Linked DNA regions of Gossypium hirsutum: region 1 is linked to region 2. Evidence: chromatin contacts called from public Hi-C data. All regions are on one chromosome and are shown on one strand. Each heading gives the region's core, a stretch centred on a gene start, on an enhancer-like site or on the middle of the called end of the contact. The rest is flanking DNA. Distances are from core to core; before and after follow the strand shown.

Evidence for each region. A called contact is a pair of places that touch in the nucleus more often than the background predicts.
Region 1: a Hi-C map of leaf shows a contact between it and region 2, with 2.1 times the contacts expected there. The contact joins the promoter of LOC121203169 here to the enhancer-like site in region 2. A contact is called at or near these places in 5 of 34 Hi-C or Micro-C datasets (callus, leaf and petal).

What each region holds. Positions count from the first base shown.
Region 1 is chrD13:5,723,094-5,727,650 of Gossypium_hirsutum_v2.1, reverse strand. LOC121203169 reads left to right here and starts at 3,279. Exons shown (of 3, transcript XM_041110105.1): 1 at 3,279-3,652; 2 at 4,347-4,557. The coding sequence starts at 3,472. LOC121225701 (4-hydroxy-3-methylbut-2-enyl diphosphate reductase, chloroplastic) reads right to left here and starts at 747. Exons shown (of 10, transcript XM_041110106.1): 1 at 357-747; 2 at 29-225. The coding sequence starts at 612.
Region 2 is chrD13:5,506,328-5,510,356 of Gossypium_hirsutum_v2.1, reverse strand. No RefSeq gene overlaps it. Among protein-coding and RNA genes, the nearest start is that of LOC121225481, 28 kb to the left of the region's middle. Within about 2 kb of position 2,261, at least 2 of the 9 cell types and tissues checked have an H3K27ac peak or open chromatin away from gene starts, as enhancers often do. A contact at or near this core is called in leaf, where this site is marked.

The DNA of each region.
Region 1 (4,557 bases), core at 2,030-4,529, 220 kb before region 2:
AGTATGGAAAAGAGTAAGCATAGAGTACCTTATTAACAGTAGGATTGTGGATAATTTCATTGGTAATCCAAATTTTCTCATCTGGAAACTGCTTTCTCGCTTCATAAGCAATTTGAACAGCTCTCTCAACTCCCCAGCAAAATCCGTACGCTTCTGCCAATTTTACAGTAACATTTCCCCATGTATACTCGTTTCCATTTTCCTTCAATTTCTTTAAGATATCACCTGAAAGAAATTTCCAAACAATAATTTTTTTGACAAAATTCAAATTAAATCCTACTGTACATCGTACTAAAACATGAATTATATTTTTTTTTAAAAAGAAGAGGAAGAAGAAGAAGCGGAATTTTTCTTACTAGTATACTCTCGATTCATGAGCTCGAGAGTTTCCTCTTTGCGTCCGAATCCTTTCCGATTATAATTCTTGCTCCTCGTCAAGTTATGTCGGAAAGACTTGGCGTCGAAGTTATCGGGATCCACCACAACAGAAGTGGAATCGGTGGAGCATCTGACGGAGATAGGTTTCCGGAAAGGGAGAGCTTCCGATCTCCCGCCAAAGTTATCGGAACCGATGCGGATGGAGAAACGACACAGTTGCAGAGAAATCGCCATTTTGAGAGAGAATAAGGAGGGAAAAGCAGCGCACGTTAGCGAATATAGTAGGAAAATTTCCTGTAAGGTTTATGGTGGGAGTGTGCAGTGCGCGTTTTATTAATTTTCGGACAAAGTTTAGTAGCTCCACGTGTATGTCGTGGTTACTGGTTTTTATTTAATTTCACGATTTTTATTTGTTTGTTATTATTTGTGTCGTTTTATTTGCAAGGATGGTTCGTTTTGGTACTCTACCGATGTCCACTTGGATCACTAATAAGGCACATATTATTAACACCATGTAAATAATATATTCTTTAAGAAGAAAAATGCTTAAAATGAATATGGTGAAAAGTTTATCAAATTAATATATTTGTTAAAAATTGATTTAAAAATTAAACGAGATTTTAGTTAAAATAGTAAAGTTATATGTTTAAAATTTATTATTATTTATTATTGATTTATATAAAATATAAGAAGATAAAAATTTATAGATTCTGGTCATATTTGGTTTTTTTTTAGACAATACTTAGAATTACTTATAACACATCTACAATTCATAAATAGGAGGATAATGCACTTCAAGTACTTGAACAATGTCTTCTTAGCAGCAATGCTTATAACAATCAAACTAAAATTCAATCAGCAATTAAATCGATCCAATGTTATAAAATGTATTTTTAATAGAAAATCAGAAAACCAATCTAATATTTTTTTCAAAAAAAATCGAGAATAAAAAAGTAATAGAAAAACTTGATTTTTTTGGATTTTTTAAAGAATAGAGATTGATTTACTTTCAATAATATATAAATAGAAATATATGATAATAAACACTTAAACGTGCTTAAATTCACATTCTTATATATTAATAATAACGTTAATATTAATTAAATTAAAACTCAATCATTTTTTATAATTTTTAAATTATTATTAATTAATACTTTAGTAAATAAAGCAATAAACTTTTAAAAAATTTAATAACCAAATGGATAAATAAACTAAGTCGTTGGAAGATTTTTTGTTTAATAATTGACCCAAAATTTAAAGATGGTGACATGGAAAGTTAGGCAGGCATGTTTAACGTGTTAGAATGAGTGAATGAATCCACCTTCCATGTAGAAATTTCAGAGAAGTCACATCTACATGTGATTTATGCAATCCACTCAAATTTTGTGCCAAAAGCATGTTTTAGCCTTTTACACAGTCCTATGGATTTATATTCGCTTTTTTTTAATAATATAAAAATATTAATTATTTACGAAAATGTGTTAAAATGAAAAATTTATTTACAAAAACGGTTTGTATTCGTCGGTGTCGCTTGACATACTAGTGGTACCACCCCTTGTCCTCTTAATTATCATCCAATCGTTAGATTTAAAAAAAAAATTTTGATGCCATCATTGTGTCAGGCGATACCTGTATATATTTTTTGAAATACTTATAAAAAATGAGAGTATTTTTTAATGGGTGTCGTATGTGTGTTAGACAACATTGGTCAATTTTTTTAAAAAATCATGTCAGTTGAAATCAACCAAAAAATAATTTTTTAATAGGTGTCGCCGTGTATGAAGCAACAACGGTGGTAACTTTTAAAAACAAAATAGGTGAAAATGAAAAGAAATCGTTGAAAAAGAAAAAAAATAAATAAATGGGAGAGCCTATGACCGATGCCTGATTCATAAGTGGTTCTTGTTTTCTTAGCTTATCAGTGTCACCATCAGTAGATTAAAAAACCTAGGAAAAGAAAACTAAACACAAACATGAACTTTTTTTTTTGAATAATCTCATTATAAGTTATGATAATATCTACTCTTTTTGACATAATGTCTAGAACTACTCATAACCCCTCCCCAACCTATTAATAAGAGGATAATACACTTTAACGCACTCGAATCCACATCCTCCTGTATTGACAATAATACTCATGCCAATCGAGCTAAGACTTAATCGGCTAAAACAAGAACTAAATATGGAGAATTTTAAAGAACTCAAGAAAGAAAAATATGAAAAAGAAAAGTTTAAATGACTTTTTATTTTAAAAAATATCAATATAAAATCTCAAAAATTGAAAATTATGTGGTAATGGTACAATTGCATTTATGGAATACCTTGAAATGGGAAAATAATAATATAGAAATATAGTAAAAATTAGCAGTCAACATTTAATTTAAATAGATAAATATTAACTCAAATAAAAAAAGTTAGTGCGTTCAAAAAAGGTTAGTGACAGGTTATCTTAAAGGAAAGTGACAAAAAAAGTGATTTTTTTATTTACTTCATTTCACGTGAGTGTAACATCATGATTCTTAATATTTATTTTTTAATATAATGTTTAGAATTATCTATAATTCTCCATAATTCTTAAATAAGAGGATAATGTGTTTCAGTGCACTTGAACCCATGTGCTTTTGTATTGGCAACAATACTGATGCCAATTGAGCTAAGACTCAATCAGAAAAAAATGAGATTGTTTAAATTGTAAATTTTTTTATTTTAAATACTTAAAATAAAAATTTTTTATAGTTGAGTGACTGGAATTTACCGTAAAGACAATGACGATGTAGAACCAGCGGTATCAAACGGCAGCAGAAACAATGAATCGAACGGTTCACTTTCGTTCCAAGACCTTTTCAAATTCCAACGGTCAAAACTCAAAATCCCAGAATCAGAATCTCTGCTTTTGAAACAAACTAGCCGTTGTGTTCCATTTTTACATTACCCATCCATCCGCTCATCAAATTTTCTTTCACATTTCCCCAATCACAATCTTTTACCATTACCATCCAAGATTTTGTTGTTTTCCATTCTAAAACCCTAAACCCGCATCACATTCAATCAAACTAACAATAAACGAAACAAAGCAAACAAAAATTTTCAATAATGACATCACTTTCCAGAACTTCTTCATCGTCGATTCCATGTAGAACGAACGCTAATATGAGAAAATCCGAACTCTGCGATCCCACAAGGAGAAGTTTCAATGGAAGCCCTTTTACAATGCCGGCTGTTATCACAAATCCCAAAGCATTTAACCTCAACACTCCGGCTAATAGCCCTTCAGGTTCCATTTTCTTTCACTCTTCTATTCGTTCTTTTTAGAGTTTTAATTATCTGTTTCTGGCAAAAGGAATTAAGGGTATGAAACAAATGTAAAGAAAATTTGAGACATTAATCTGGGTTCTAAAGGGAATATCGAAAAGGAAATTTGGGTTCGTGTTTTTGTTTCGTCTTATGTTAGTTTTGTTAGAAAATAATGATCTGCTTGTTTGGGTAGAAAATGAACATTCACACTTGAGTTTGAATTGTTTTAGAAATTTCAATTTTCCAGGTTTATCATTGTAAGTTTAAATCATTATTGGTTAGTGGGATTTAATTTCCTAACTTGAATTTCATAAATTAATTTAATTTTTTTAACCTCGTTAAGAGGTGATAATATCACATTTTAAGATTATATTATGTCATGATCTGAAGGTTTTAAGATAAATAAAATAATCTTTAAAAATTATATATTTTTAAAAAAATCGGGTGATAACATGACTTTAAAGGTGTTAAAAAATTAAATTGTTTGTAAAAATTCAAATTCAAAGACAGACTAAAAAAGGTCTACAGACCAAGTTGATAAAAGTTGCAAACTTGCAAGTACTGAATGTTGCTTTTATTTATTTGCAATGGTGAGAGATTTTCCTAGCAACCAAACAGTAAGAATTATGGTTCTGATATTTGTATTTGTACTTTTTATCATTTTCCTTTTCTAGATTTTTCTCGAAGGCATTCAACTGACAGAGAAAGTGTAGCTTCTTTGCGTGATCCCAACAAGGAGAATTATATAGACCAAAATCCAAAACCAACAAGACTCAGATCACCAGCTGTTTCAAAGGGTAAAAAGAATTTCATGGCACCGACAATCTCGGCTGCTTCGAAGATCAATGCGTCACCTAGAAAGAAAATCTTGGTAGAGAGAAACGA
Region 2 (4,029 bases), core at 1,012-3,511:
GTTTAATAAGTTAAAAGATTAAAGTTTAACATTTATTAAATTATATTTAATAAATATTAAACTTAAATTTCTTTAATTTCTTTATTTCATTTCTTCACTATCAATAGGAGCGTTTCTTGAACCCCATATGATGACCTGATAGTTAAGGGTGTTTATCGTCCTAGGTGTGACTTGGATTCGAGTTTATTATTTAGGTTTTACCCTATTATTATAATTCACTTAAAAAAAATGTGTTTCTTTAAACAAAGATCATCTATTTTCAAATTTTAAAAAGTTAAGTTTTTTTAAAGATTTAATTATTTTTATTTTAGTTTATGACTATGATACTGTGGAGAGGAAAATGAATCAAATTTTATAGGTTGACGGTGTCACTCTTCAAGATGATATTATTAAAATCTTCGAGCCTCAAAATGTGTGATATTCATTATCTATAAGTTGTTAGTTGTAATATTTTATTTTATTTTAATAAAGTTAAGAAATAATTAAAAATATATTCACTATAATATGCTCTTTCTTCTATCATAAATGTTATGTCTTATTTCCATATCACTAACATCGTTAAAAAATTTCATTCTTCAACCGAGGTGGAATTAGAAAAAATGAAATTCAAATCACAAGATTGGATTGAATTTTTTTAATGAAAAATAATTATTTCAATAAACACAATTTCAAGTTTCATATCAGTTGACTAACAAAAATATTTAATGATACGAGAAAATATTTGGAGTTTTTAGACTCCACAAACAGAATTTAGAGTTAATAGTAAAATATTAAAAAATAAATATTTAAAAAAAAACACACAAATCATTAGTGATTTGAACTAAAATATAACGTTAACAATAATGAAAAGAAAAATGTTTTAGGGTGTAAAAATCCCTCAAAATTAAAAAAAAACAATTAAACTCCTTTTTTTTTGCACTCAATTGGGTACTTGATATTTCAAAATGCATTAAAAAGGAACTCAAACTTAAAAAAAAAAAATTAACCTTTTTTTTTACACTCAATTGAGTACTTGAACTGTCGAAATACATTAAAAAGACCCTCAAAAGTTTTCAAAAAAAAAGAGAGCAATTAAGCCCATATATTTTCTTTTTGCACTCAATTGTCAAAATGCATCAAAAAGGCCATTGACCGTTAAATTTAACTGCCCCTAATTTTTTCAGTTAAAACCACCTCGTATCACAACCACTGTGTCACATGTGACAAAAAAATTATGAAAAATAAAAATTAATAAAAGTGATTAAACTTTAATAAAAATATAAAAAATTATTAAAAATTAGAAATATATATAAATCATAAAAAATATAAAATCTTATAAAAAAATTATAAAATGCATCAGAAAACCCTTTAACCATTAACTTTAATCGTTAACTGTTAAAGTTAATGATCCCTATTTTTTTCAGTTAAAGACATCACATGTCACAATACAACGTAACATATTGCGAAAAAGATAAAAATATTTCTTTTGATATGATAATTTTTATAATTCTTTTACGAATTTTATAATTCTTTACATTTTTTAATCATTTTCTTACGACTTTATAAAATTTTATATATTTTTCTATATTTTATAATTTTTTTTAGAATTTTATAAAATTTTACAATTTTTGTAATCTTTTTCTATTTTTTAATAAAAAATAAATATTTGTTATACTTTTATTAAAATAATAATAGATAAATATTTCTTATATTTTTATTAAAATTTAATAACTTTTATAACTTTTATTGATTTTTATTTTTATCATTTTTTTTGCGACATGTCACGTTGTAGTTGTGACATGTGTGACTTTAACTGAAAAAAAATTAGGAACGGTTTGTTTTAAAAGTCAACCATTAAAGTTAACAATTAAAGGATCTTTTTTATGTATTTTTTGACAATTGAGTGCAAAAAAAAAAAAACAGGGCCTTCATTGCTTTTTTGAAAAAGTTTGAGGGCTTTTTTTATGCATTTTGATAGTTTAAGTATCCAATTGAGTGGAAAAAAAAAAGCAGGGGCTTAATTGCTTTTTTTTTTGAAAAATTTTGAGAGTCTTTTTGATATATTGTGAAAGTTCAAGTATCCAATTGAGTGAAAAAGATATGGACTTAATTACTTTTTTTGAAAAAATTTGAAAACTTTTTATGCCCTTAAACCAAAGAAAAATCAAATTATAATTTCAACATTTATCAAAGGACAAATGGACTATGGTACTACAAGAACCAGGCTGCTGGGCCTGTGGGGGTGGTCCAACACCATATTTTAAGATGGTTCAAGCCTTCAAAAGTTTGCCCACCCCACACCTTTCACCTGGAGAAATGTTCTATGCCTACTTGGGTTTTTTTTGTTCTCTCTTATACAATGTCCAAGTTTCCAGTTGCTTTCCTAATTAAAAGAATATCATGTCAAAAAAATTATATTATTATTATTATTTAAAATTACTCATAGGTTTCTTCAATTATTAAAGTAAAGATATTAACTTTAATGTTTATGCTTTGAAGGGATTCACAAGATTTTAAGTCTTACGTGTCTACCATTTTACCACCAATGTATCTTGAAAGTGAATCGTATTCCATGAATATGATATCTATCTAGTGTAATGTATGGTATATATGACAAAGGTGGAGTGTTGGGGTATTTCAATTGATTGGTAATGTCATTGCTTCAATTTGAAGGATCCGAAGGATATCTATATTAAGATTATATTAAATATACCCAAACCAAAAAATATAAGCCTTGAAACCAAAGTAAAGACAATACTTCAATATTCAAGCAACAGCACACATGTGTTTAGCCTTTAACCCCCAATTGCTCAATAAAAATAAGAGGCAAGACTATATTTAAACCCTCTTAAAAGCCTTTCCTCAACCAATATAGGATTGTCCACATTGCATTACCAATAATTACAAATTTAAATACTTTTAAACATATATATAATTTTAAATTATTTCAATAATAATAATATCAACTGAATTAAAAATCATTACAAATTTAAATACTTTTAAACATATATATAATTTTAAATTATTTCAATAATAATAATATCAACTGAATTAAAAATCATTCAAATATGCATACTTGATTAATTGATTTGGAATATATATTTTTATCTTCTATGTGTAAAATGGGACATAAATTAAACCTTATCATTACCAATTACCATGGCATTCTGATAAATTATTTTACTTTAATTTTATTTTTAAAAAAATCGACTACCTATTACAACAACAATTGGGTTAAATATTTTTATTATTTAATTATTACAGGTGATGCATAATAAACAGTCGATTTTTAAAATGATTATCTTGATGTGAATAAAAGTAACATGTACTGATGTAACTATTTCATGCAATCTTTTAAATTGTTGGTATTTAATATTTTTATTTGATACATATTCGAAAATAGACGCGTATTACTTTCCAAACATATATAGAGAAACATATAAAATTTGAGTATGCTTAGAACATATGGACAGCAGCAAACATAACTTATGTGACACATGATACCCTAATTTCAATCTACATTAATGAGGCTCTTGAAAATTTTGAGGTCTTGTATTCAAGTTTCAGATTTATTTTAATTGAGTTGTCTAAATAGATTTTAGTTTGTGATTTAAGCTCAGTTAATTATTTAATGTTTTATGTATTTAATTATTTTTATGATATTATTCATCTAATTATCTTTTTGTATAATTTTAATTTATTGCGATCAATGATGAGACTTTAAGATTTTAATGATCCAAGTTCAAGTCTCACCTTATTCAAATATATTTCAATTTCACTTATATTTGTATTTATAAACTCTTTAGAAGACCGACTCCAAAAGAAAAAAGAAAAAAGAAAACCCTAATTTTCAATCATAATTAATATGTACTTACATGGGACACTCCCAGCTGTTAGGATAGGGAATTGGTCGTTTGAATTGAACTGTTTTGGTGTTTCCCATGTCTGTGGGACTTAATTGTGTTATCCTGCAAATTTACAAGTGAGTGGACGTAAATGATTTTAAATTAATCAACTATAAATATAAATAAACCAAGATAAAATATATAA